Linked DNA regions of Mus musculus: region 1 is linked to region 2. The links are chromatin contacts, called in public HiChIP or PLAC-seq maps. All regions are on one chromosome and are shown on one strand. The core of a region is the stretch at or near the end of the contact, and the rest is flanking DNA. Distances in the headings are between cores, read along the strand shown. Region 1 holds the start of Rnaseh2a (ribonuclease H2, large subunit). Region 2 overlaps Mast1 (microtubule associated serine/threonine kinase 1).

Region 1 (4,271 bases), core at 314-2,813, 44 kb before region 2:
ATGCTAGTCAGAACTGGCTGGCAGATCTAGGGCAGGGACTTAACATGAGGGCGCGGTCCTTTAATCCCAGCACTTGGGAGGCAGAGACAGGCAGATCTCTGGGTTCGAGGCCAGCTTGATCTACAGAATGAGTCCCAGAGTTCCAGGACGGCCAAGGATTCACAGATAAACCCTGTCTTGAAAAATAAAAACAAACAGCAGGAAGAGAAGGAACTGAGGTGGTGGCTGGTTTGAGGTGAGTACTAGGGCCCAAAGTCTGAAGCTTCAGGTTGGCTGGGGAGCAGGCACCTGACTTCAGACACAGGAGCTTTTCCGACAGCCATGGGACAAAGCAGGAAACGCTGGAAGGAGAAAGCCCTGTTGGAGGTTCAGGCCTGTGACTCAGGCACTCCTGAGGCAGGAGAATCAAGAATTCAAGATCAACCCAGGCGATATTTAATAATATTTAAGGCTATGTTTAATTTAATATTTTAGGCTATTTAATGCTACATGAGACCCTGTCTTAAAAAACAAAACAACCCCCCCCCAAAAAAAAAACTTGGTGGCAAGCAGAAGCATGTGATAGAGGAATGATGGGCGTGTGTCTCATTGACCAAGAAGACAATAGAGTGTGCTCGGAGTGGCTAAGGAGTCCGGGAGATGGGAGCTTCCTAAAATAAGGGATAGCAGAAGAGAGGAGGGATGGGGGAAGGGAGGGAAGATACCTGCCTGATGGGTGCAGAGCCTAAACAGGAAGCAGCTGGGGCCCGGCATCTCCCACAGTGGTACAGAAGGCTTTCTTTCAGAAAGATGATAAGGGACAGGTCCTAGAGGCAGCAGTGTCCTGGAGAGCCATTAACTTCAGGAAATGTGAGTCAGAAGGCCTCAGCCTTGTGGAATCTGGGACACTCAGTACTAGGAGCGGAGGTTCTGTGCAGCGTGGTGGGGAGGGAAGGTGGGTGTAGCTCTGTGAGTTCAAGGCCAATTTATGTAGCAAATTCTGGGTCAGCTAGAGAGACACAGTGAGACTCTCCCCCCACTGCCCCCACCCCCCAAACAAATAGAGAGACAGAGACAGATAGCCATTACAAACATGAATGGAGGTAGTAGGAGACCGGGACCCGGTGAGACCAGTGTTCCGCCTGTGCAATGATATTTGATCTTGTAAACCTCCAAAAAATATCAGTTGAGTGAGGGTTGGTAATTCCAGCATAGGAAATGGAGGTAGGAGGATTATGGATAGAAAGTCATCCCAGGCTACATAGTGACTTCAAGGTTGACCAGCCGGGCTTTATTAGTTGTCTCGAAAGAAACAAACCAAACAATCTGCTTAACTACATCTTAATTTCCTCGTTATTTCTCTCTGTACCAGTCACTGAGGGCCAGGCTCCAGCAGCAACGGGGCGGAGCTTGCAAAGTGACCCTGCCCACCCTCCATTACAAACCACGCCCTTGGAGATAGTCCTCAAAGACTACAATTCCCAGGAGAGAAGAGCAGACCAGCGGCGACAGCAGCGCGTGCGTAAACGACCACGCCGGAGGGCGCATCGAGGGCGGATCCTGCGAGCCGATTGGTCAGCATCAAGAGCCACTGCAGTTTTCGCGGAAAACGCGCGCTGGGACCTGCGCTTGCAGTGTTGTTTTCTACAATTGTTGGCTGTCGCAGAGGCAGCATGGATCTCAGCGAGCTGGAGAGGGACAATACGGGTCGTTGTCGTCTGAGTTCTCCTGTACCTGCTGTGTGTCTCAAGGAGCCGTGCGTTCTGGGCGTGGATGAAGCGGGCCGAGGCCCTGTGCTTGGTGCGCTTCCAGGGCCGCGGGCTGGGAGGCGCGTGGGTGAAAGGGGTGCAGTTTTCAGGGAAACCGGAGTGAGGATCATGCTGGGCCTTGGGATCCGGAAGCGATAGTGGGATGGCCTTGGGCCGTGGTGATGATGGCGCAAGGTGGCTTTTACGTACTGTACTCTCTGGTGGGAACCCTGCTCTCAGAACTCTTGACTTGTCCTCTTCCTACCAAGGTCCCATGGTCTACGCCATCTGTTACTGCCCCCTGTCTCGCTTGGCAGATCTGGAGGCCCTGAAAGTGGCAGGTGAGCCTGTGCAGAATGTCTGCACTCTGGGTTCCTGGGTATGTGCAGGGGGGCAGGAGAGATACAGAGGGGAAAGCGGAATCGGGAAACAACCACTTGTCCCCTTTTCTTTTAACTTTCTTCCCAGACTCTAAGACCTTGACAGAGAACGAGCGGGAGAGGCTCTTTGCGAAAATGGAGGAGGATGGAGACTTTGTGGGTTGGGCTTTGGACGTCCTGTCTCCAAACCTGATCTCTACCAGCATGCTTGGGCGGTGAGGCGTCCCTTCATGAGTGGGGGGAAGAGCAACCAACACAGGCAGGCTGCGTCCTGCCTTTGCAATGGTGTGGACTAAACTCTGTCCTTTACCAGAGTCAAGTACAACCTCAACTCCCTGTCACACGATACAGCTGCGGGGCTGATACAGTACGCACTGGACCAGAATGTGAATGTCACTCAGGTGAGCTGTTGGGTTACAGCCCTTTGGTCACCTTCTGATAAAAGGGACTTTAAAAAGTTGAAGTTGGGTCTGTATTAGTGATAGATTGTTAGTCTAGCATGCATGAAGTCCTGCTTCCATCCCAGCACTGCATAAAGTCAGAGTCGTAACACTTAGGAAATGGAGGCAGGAACATGAAGAGTTTATGGCCACCCTTGGATAAAAAGTGAGTTGAGGGCTGGTGAGATGGCTCAGTGGGTAAGAGCACCCGACTGCTCTTCCGAAGGTCCAGAGTTCAAATCCCAGCAACCACATGGTGGCTCACAACCATCCGTAATGAGATCTGACTCCCTCTTCTGGTGTGTCTGAAGACAGTACTTACATATAATAAATAAATAAATCTTTAAAAAAAAAAAAAAAGTGAGTTGAATGTCAGCCCAGGCTACCTCCAGCCTGAACCCTGTTTTTTTTTTGGATCCGTAGCATCCAAAGGTAAAGCCAGGCAAAGCAACAGAAACCTGTCACCTCAGTGCTAGGAGTGAGGGGACAGGAAGATCATGGGTCTGGATAGCTGACCAGTCCACCAGCTGAATTGTTGGGTTCCAGGGTTAGTGCAAGACCTTGTCTCCAAAAAAAAAAAAAGTGGGTCTAGAAAGATGAGAGCTTTGGTCTGCTTGCCTGTCTCTGTGTCTCTGTCTCTGTCTGTCTGTCTTTCTTTCTTTCTTTCTTTCTTTCTTTCTTTCTTTCTTTTCTTGCTCCAGAGCACCTGGGTTGGATTCGCAGCATCCACTGGGTGACTCAGAACAGCCTTACCTCCTGTTCTAGGACATCCTATTGCCTCTTCTGGTCTCCTCAAGTAATACACCCGTACACACAAGTAATACGCCCATACACACACAAGTAATATACCCGTATACACAAGTAAAAGATTTATTTATTATGTATACAGCATTCTGCCTGCGTGTATGACTGCAGACCAGAAGAGGGCATCAGATCTCATTACTGATGGTTGTGAGCCACCATGTGGTTACTGGAAATTGAACTCAGAACCTTAACCTCTGAGCCATCTCTCCAGTCCTTAAAATTCTATATGTTTATATATGGGTATTTTGCTTGCATGTGTGTCTATGCACCACATGAGTTCCTGGTGCCCACAGAAGCTAGAAAAAGGTGTGGGATCCCCTGGAACTGGAGTTATAGACAGTTATGAGCCATGATATGGGTGCTGGGAACTGAATCTGGGTCCTCTAGAAGAGTGCTCTTAACCTCAGCCATTTCTCTAGCCCTGTTAAAGTTAAAAAAAAATTTTTTTTTAATCAGTTGGAATGGCCTAGCTTGGTAGCACATACATTTTTTTTCTTTCTTTCTCTCTTTCTTTCTTTCTTTCTTTTTCTTTCTTCCTTCCTTTCTTTCTTTCCTCTCTTTCTCTCTCTCTCTCTTTCTTTTTCTTTTTTTTTTTTTTTTTTTTTTTTTTGGTTTTTCGAGAGACAGGGTTTCTCTGTGTAGCCCTGGCTGTCCTGGAACTCACTTTGTAGACCAGGCTGGCCTTGAACTCAGAAATTCGCCTGCCTCTGCCTCCCAAGTGCTGGGATTAAAGGCATGTGCCACCACCACCCAGCTTCTTTTTTCTTTCTGTGTATGCGTGCTCTATTTGTATGTATGTCTATTTGCCAGAAGAGAACATTGGATCCCATTACAGATGGTTGTGAGCCACCATGTGGTTGCTGAGAATTGAACTCAGGATCTCTGGAAGAGCAGCCAGTGCTCTTAACCACTGAGCCATC
Region 2 (4,747 bases), core at 489-2,988:
CTAAGTCTGTCTTTCTTTCTTTCTTTCTTTCTTTCTTTCTTTCTTTCTTTCTTTCTTTCTTTCTTTCTTTCTTTCTTTCTTTCTTTCTTTCTTTCTTTCTTTCTTTCTTTTTATGGTTTTCCGACACAGGGTTTGTAGCTCTGGCTGTCCTGGAACTCACTTTGTAGACCAGGCTGGCCTCAAATTCAGAAATCCGCCTGCCTCTGCCTCCCGAGTGCTGGGATTAAAGGCTTGCGCCACCACGCCCAGCTGTTTTAATTCTTTTTTTTTTTAAAGATTTATTTATTTATTATATGTAAGTACACTGTAGCTGTCTTCAGACACTTCAGAAGAGGGCGTCAGATCTTGTTACAAATGGTTGTGAGCCACCATGTGGTTGCTGGGATTTGAACTCTGGACCTTCAGAAGAGCAGTCGGGTGCTCTTACCCACTGAGCCATCTCACCAGCCCCGGCTCTTTTAATTCTTAATTAAGTTATAATTCCTATTATTATGCAAACACCCCCACTCTATATGTGTCTTCTCATCCATTTGTTTATTGAAGCAATTCTTTCTTTACATTCTTTTCCTTCTCTGCTCATCTATGCATTATCCATCCAATTCTTCTCCTCCCCCCTCCCATGCATACGCGTGCGCACGTACTCTCTCTTCCTGAAATAGTCCATCTCCTTCCTCAGTGTCCACGTAGCTGAGAATTCAGGTGTGCAGCTTCATTCATTTCTTCCTTCCACTTTCTGTTTGTTCCTCCATAATTGCTTTTTGTGGGGTGCTGGGGATGGAACCCATAACCCTAGTGCTTCACTGGGGGATTCTAGGCAGTGGCTCTCCTCTGAGTCACATCCCCAGGCAGAGACAGTTCCAGGCCAGCTTCAGTTATAATTTAGTTAACAGTAAATATTATTATAAGTAGAATATTACAGATAAAGTTAATTAAATGATTACAATACCAACTAACTAAAGCTCATTGTTTACATTATCATTCACACTTTACATTTTACTTTTTTTTTTTCCATCTTAAGGTATGGCTGAGCCATGTTGGAATTCACACTCAAGGCCTTTTGTGTGCTTGGCTTCAGCCCCAGCCATTTTATCTATCTTTTTCTATCTTGTGTAGCAAGGAAACATAGGAACTTATATGCTATGCCGCCTTTAGGAATGGCTGCATCTAGGTGCTCTTACCAAGCTATTGGCTGTCACATAGCACTGCTTTCTCACATGACATGCCTGTTCCCTTCTGATGCACCACAGTGTAGCTGCTCCCTCTGGATGCACCATAGAGTAGCAAGGCTGCCGTCCATCCGATTGCACACTATGTTTAATGCTCATGTGAAAGGGCACAAACCTGTTGCATATTGACCTAGGTGGTTTGCCTTGAGTGACATCTACCCCTGTAAGAAAAGAAAAGAGCGGGTATCAGGCAAACTAAACTACGAATGTTGGACAGTGCCCTGGTTCAGTAGTAAAGCACCTATCTAGAATCCACTGAGGAGGGGGAGGGGGTGTGGCTCCACGCTGGAATTATCTCTGAGTATGCACAAGGGCCTGGATCCCATTTGCAGCTAAATAACATGTGGCTCACACTCCTCCTGGGTGGAAGCCAGCAACCCACACTTAAAAACCCTTGACCCTCAAGGATCAGTTGTCAAGAGGCCAAGAGTCATGCTTTCTTTGACTCTAAACAAAACTCACTATCATCAACTTCCTGTGTGACCAGACTTCTCTCTGAGTCCTTATGAAGTAAGTGGGTTGGACATGCCAATTTCAGAGGGTGACTAATAACATGAGGTAAGCCTAGGAGAATGCGGCTCTTTCTGAGACTTGGAAAGGCTCCCATTTCTAGTTTTCCCCTTCTGCAAAATGGGTACAAGGGAAGTAGAGAAACAGTGAATGTTGTGTGCCTGGCTTTGGGTATGGAAGTAACTCTCTCTTTACCTGAATCTCTTCCCTGGCTCTCAGGTGGTGACTGTGCCACTCTCCTCAAGAACATTGGGGCACTGCCTGTGGAGATGGCGCGAATGTATTTTGCAGAAACAGTTCTAGCCCTTGAGTACTTACACAATTATGGCATCGTGCACCGTGACCTCAAGCCAGACAAGTGAGCTTTGGCCTTCTTTATTCCTCTCCCATTGTTCCTTGGAAGACCCAGGGGTGAAGGGCAAGGATCTCACTTCTGAAACCTGCTCTGTGTCCTTGTCCCTGAAGCCTCCTCATTACTTCCATGGGCCACATCAAGCTCACGGATTTTGGCCTCTCCAAGATGGGACTCATGAGCCTGACCACCAACTTATATGAGGGGCACATTGAGAAGGATGCCCGGGAGTTCCTGGACAAACAGGTGTGTGGCGGGCATGGGAGTCACCAAGGGTGGAGTGACCTGGAAGGACCTCAGGGGCCCAGGGCCTGGTGGGAGGGCACAGCTCTCCCTTGAGGCCCCTTCTGTGGCCAGGGCACAGGCTGACCACCTGCCCCCAGGTGTGTGGGACCCCAGAGTACATCGCACCCGAGGTCATCCTGCGCCAGGGCTACGGCAAGCCAGTGGACTGGTGGGCTATGGGGATCATTCTCTACGAGTTCCTGGTGGGCTGTGTGCCTTTCTTCGGGGATACCCCAGAAGAGCTCTTTGGACAGGTCATCAGCGGTACGTGACTCCTAGGTGGGAGGTGGGACTATGAAAAGATGGGCAGCCTGAGGCGACCTCAGCTTCATTTTTCTTTGCAGATGACATACTGTGGCCTGAAGGGGACGAGGCCCTGCCCACAGATGCACAGCTTCTAATATCTAGCCTCTTGCAGACCAACCCCCTGGTCCGGCTTGGGGCAGGTAAGAGGCCTTCTGCAAAGACAGCTGAGATGGGAGCAGGTTGCTGTCCCAGCTTGAGCTGAGGCCTGGGGCAGTAATTGGGCTTGGTGTGCTGGGCAGGCGCTGGGTACCTTTCTCATCTTCTGTCCATAGGTGGTGCTTTTGAGGTGAAGCAGCATAGTTTCTTCCGAGACCTGGACTGGACAGGGCTACTGCGGCAGAAGGCGGAGTTCATCCCCCACCTAGAGTCAGAAGATGACACCAGCTACTTTGACAGTGAGTTGGGGGTAGGGAGAGACACAATGCCAGGTCCGAGTATAGAATGGGATCCAAAGAGAGGGCCCACAGTGAGGACTGGGATGGAGCCTGGCTAAGGGTATGTGGGGATAAAAAGGCTGACACTGGTCAGGCCAGGTGGTACAGGCCTGTCATCCCAGAGACTAAGAAGTCATGGCTTTCTATACTACACAGAGAAGTCAAGGCCAGCCTAAGCAACTTAGTGGGACCCCATTTTAAAATAAAAAGTGAGTCTGGATATTGTGGCTGATGCCTGCTATCCCAGCACTTGGGAGGAATTCAAGGTCAGCCTCAAGTACCTAACAAGTTCAAGGCTGCCTTGGTTATAGTAAAGTGTTTTAAAGTTGGGCATGGTGGTACATGACTTTAATCCCAGCCCTTGGAAAACAGATGCAGGCATATCTCTCTGAGCTCCAGGCTGAGACTCTGTCAAAATGGGTGTTGGTGCTGGAGAGCTGGCTGCTCTTTCTAGAAGATCTGGGTTTCATTTCCTAGCATTCACCTTCTCAGTCACAAACACAGTTCTAGAGGACCCAACACTCACTCCCAACCATCATGGACATGCGGCATGAGAGTGGCACAGAGTTACACACAGGCAGAACATGCACACACTTTAAAACAATATAGAAATAACAAAAGCCGTAAAGAAGGTTTAGTTCAAGAGCCCTTGCTGCTCTCGGGATGATACAGACTCTGTTCCCATGCTAGAGGGTGGAGGTTGAGTGTGAGCAGGGGGTATTCAAAAACATCTGTAACTGCAGATTCAGAGGACCCAGTGCCTCACTCTCCCCAGACACCTATACTCAAGCTGTGTTCTGGTGTGTGCACACAGGCACGCATGCATGTGCACACACACACACACACACACACACACACACGCACAGATACACCATTTATACAATTAAAAAGAAAAAGTAAAGAGGGAAGCTGGTTAGGGATACAGCCCAGGGTTAGTGCTTGCTTAGTATGGGAGAGAACCTGGTTTCAAGTCTCAGTAAGGTTGAAAAAAAAAAAAAAGATAAGAGACAACACCCAAACTGACTGCCTTTGGGAACAATGATGCTTGTGCTAAGAACCAGACAAGGATGAGCTTGGCATGTTGGTACACCCCTTTAATCCCAGCACTCGGGAGGCAGAGGCAGGCAGATCTCTGAGTTCAAGGCCAGCCTGGTCTACAGAGTGAGTTCCAGGACAGCCAGGGCTACACAAAAAAACCCTGTTTCAAAAAAACAACCAACCAACAAAAAAACCCAAAAGCACTGAGCAAGGACTTCGGTAGGGGACAGGGGTGGAGGCTCAACGTGAGAGAACTATCATGTTGGGCCTTGGCTTTTGTTAGATGATAGGACTATGACCAAGAAGGGGCAAAACCTACAGCAGCCTGAGGTGGAGCCAGGGTGCAGGGTGCTGTAAACTCATCTGGTATTGTAGCAAATCCAGAACTCTGGGCAGAGATTTGAAGAATGGGGGAGGGGGAAAGGGGGAAGGGAAAGTCTAGGGAAGAGGGTGTGGAGAGGACAAGAGTTTGGCTGGGCTCTGAGGAGGCGGCGGTTCTCCAGCCCGCTCCGACAGGTATCACCATGTGAACTCCTATGATGAGGACGACACCACCGAAGAGGAGCCCGTGGAGATCCGCCAATTCTCCTCCTGCT

The links. HiChIP or PLAC-seq counts read pairs in DNA pulled down with a chosen protein or histone mark.
Region 1: an H3K4me3 HiChIP or PLAC-seq map of bone marrow-derived macrophages shows a contact between it and region 2, with 4 times the contacts expected there. The contact joins the promoter of Rnaseh2a here to the enhancer-like site in region 2. A contact is called at or near these places in 8 of 39 promoter capture datasets (cranial neural crest, embryonic stem cells, fetal liver and 4 more), 6 of 15 datasets of contacts at CTCF or cohesin (CD8 T cells, the G1E-ER4 cell line, the NIH/3T3 cell line and 2 more), 116 of 484 Hi-C or Micro-C datasets (8-cell embryo, the AML12 cell line, B cells and 72 more), 24 of 115 datasets of contacts at active chromatin or transcription factors (the 230-238 cell line, the NIH/3T3 cell line, the SCID.adh cell line and 16 more) and 4 of 9 other capture datasets (adipose tissue, embryonic stem cells, liver and 1 more).

Annotation. Positions count from the first base shown.
Region 1 is chr8:84,963,368-84,967,638 of GRCm38.p6, reverse strand. It overlaps Rnaseh2a (ribonuclease H2, large subunit), which reads left to right and starts at 1,563. Exons shown (of 8, transcript NM_027187.4): 1 at 1,563-1,779; 2 at 1,997-2,068; 3 at 2,196-2,322; 4 at 2,421-2,508. The coding sequence starts at 1,653.
Region 2 is chr8:84,918,687-84,923,433 of GRCm38.p6, reverse strand. Mast1 (microtubule associated serine/threonine kinase 1) reads left to right here. Exons shown (of 26, transcript NM_019945.2): 13 at 1,956-2,094; 14 at 2,202-2,334; 15 at 2,472-2,637; 16 at 2,718-2,819; 17 at 2,952-3,074; 18 at 4,655-4,747. It overlaps Gm38426 (predicted gene, 38426), which reads right to left. Exons shown (of 3, transcript NR_103491.1): 2 at 2,930-3,040; 3 at 519-1,387. Among named protein-coding and RNA genes, the nearest start is that of Gm38426, 7.7 kb to the right of the region's middle. Within about 2 kb of position 1,738, at least 10 of the 459 cell types and tissues checked have an H3K27ac peak or open chromatin away from gene starts, as enhancers often do. A contact at or near this core is called in bone marrow-derived macrophages, where this site is marked.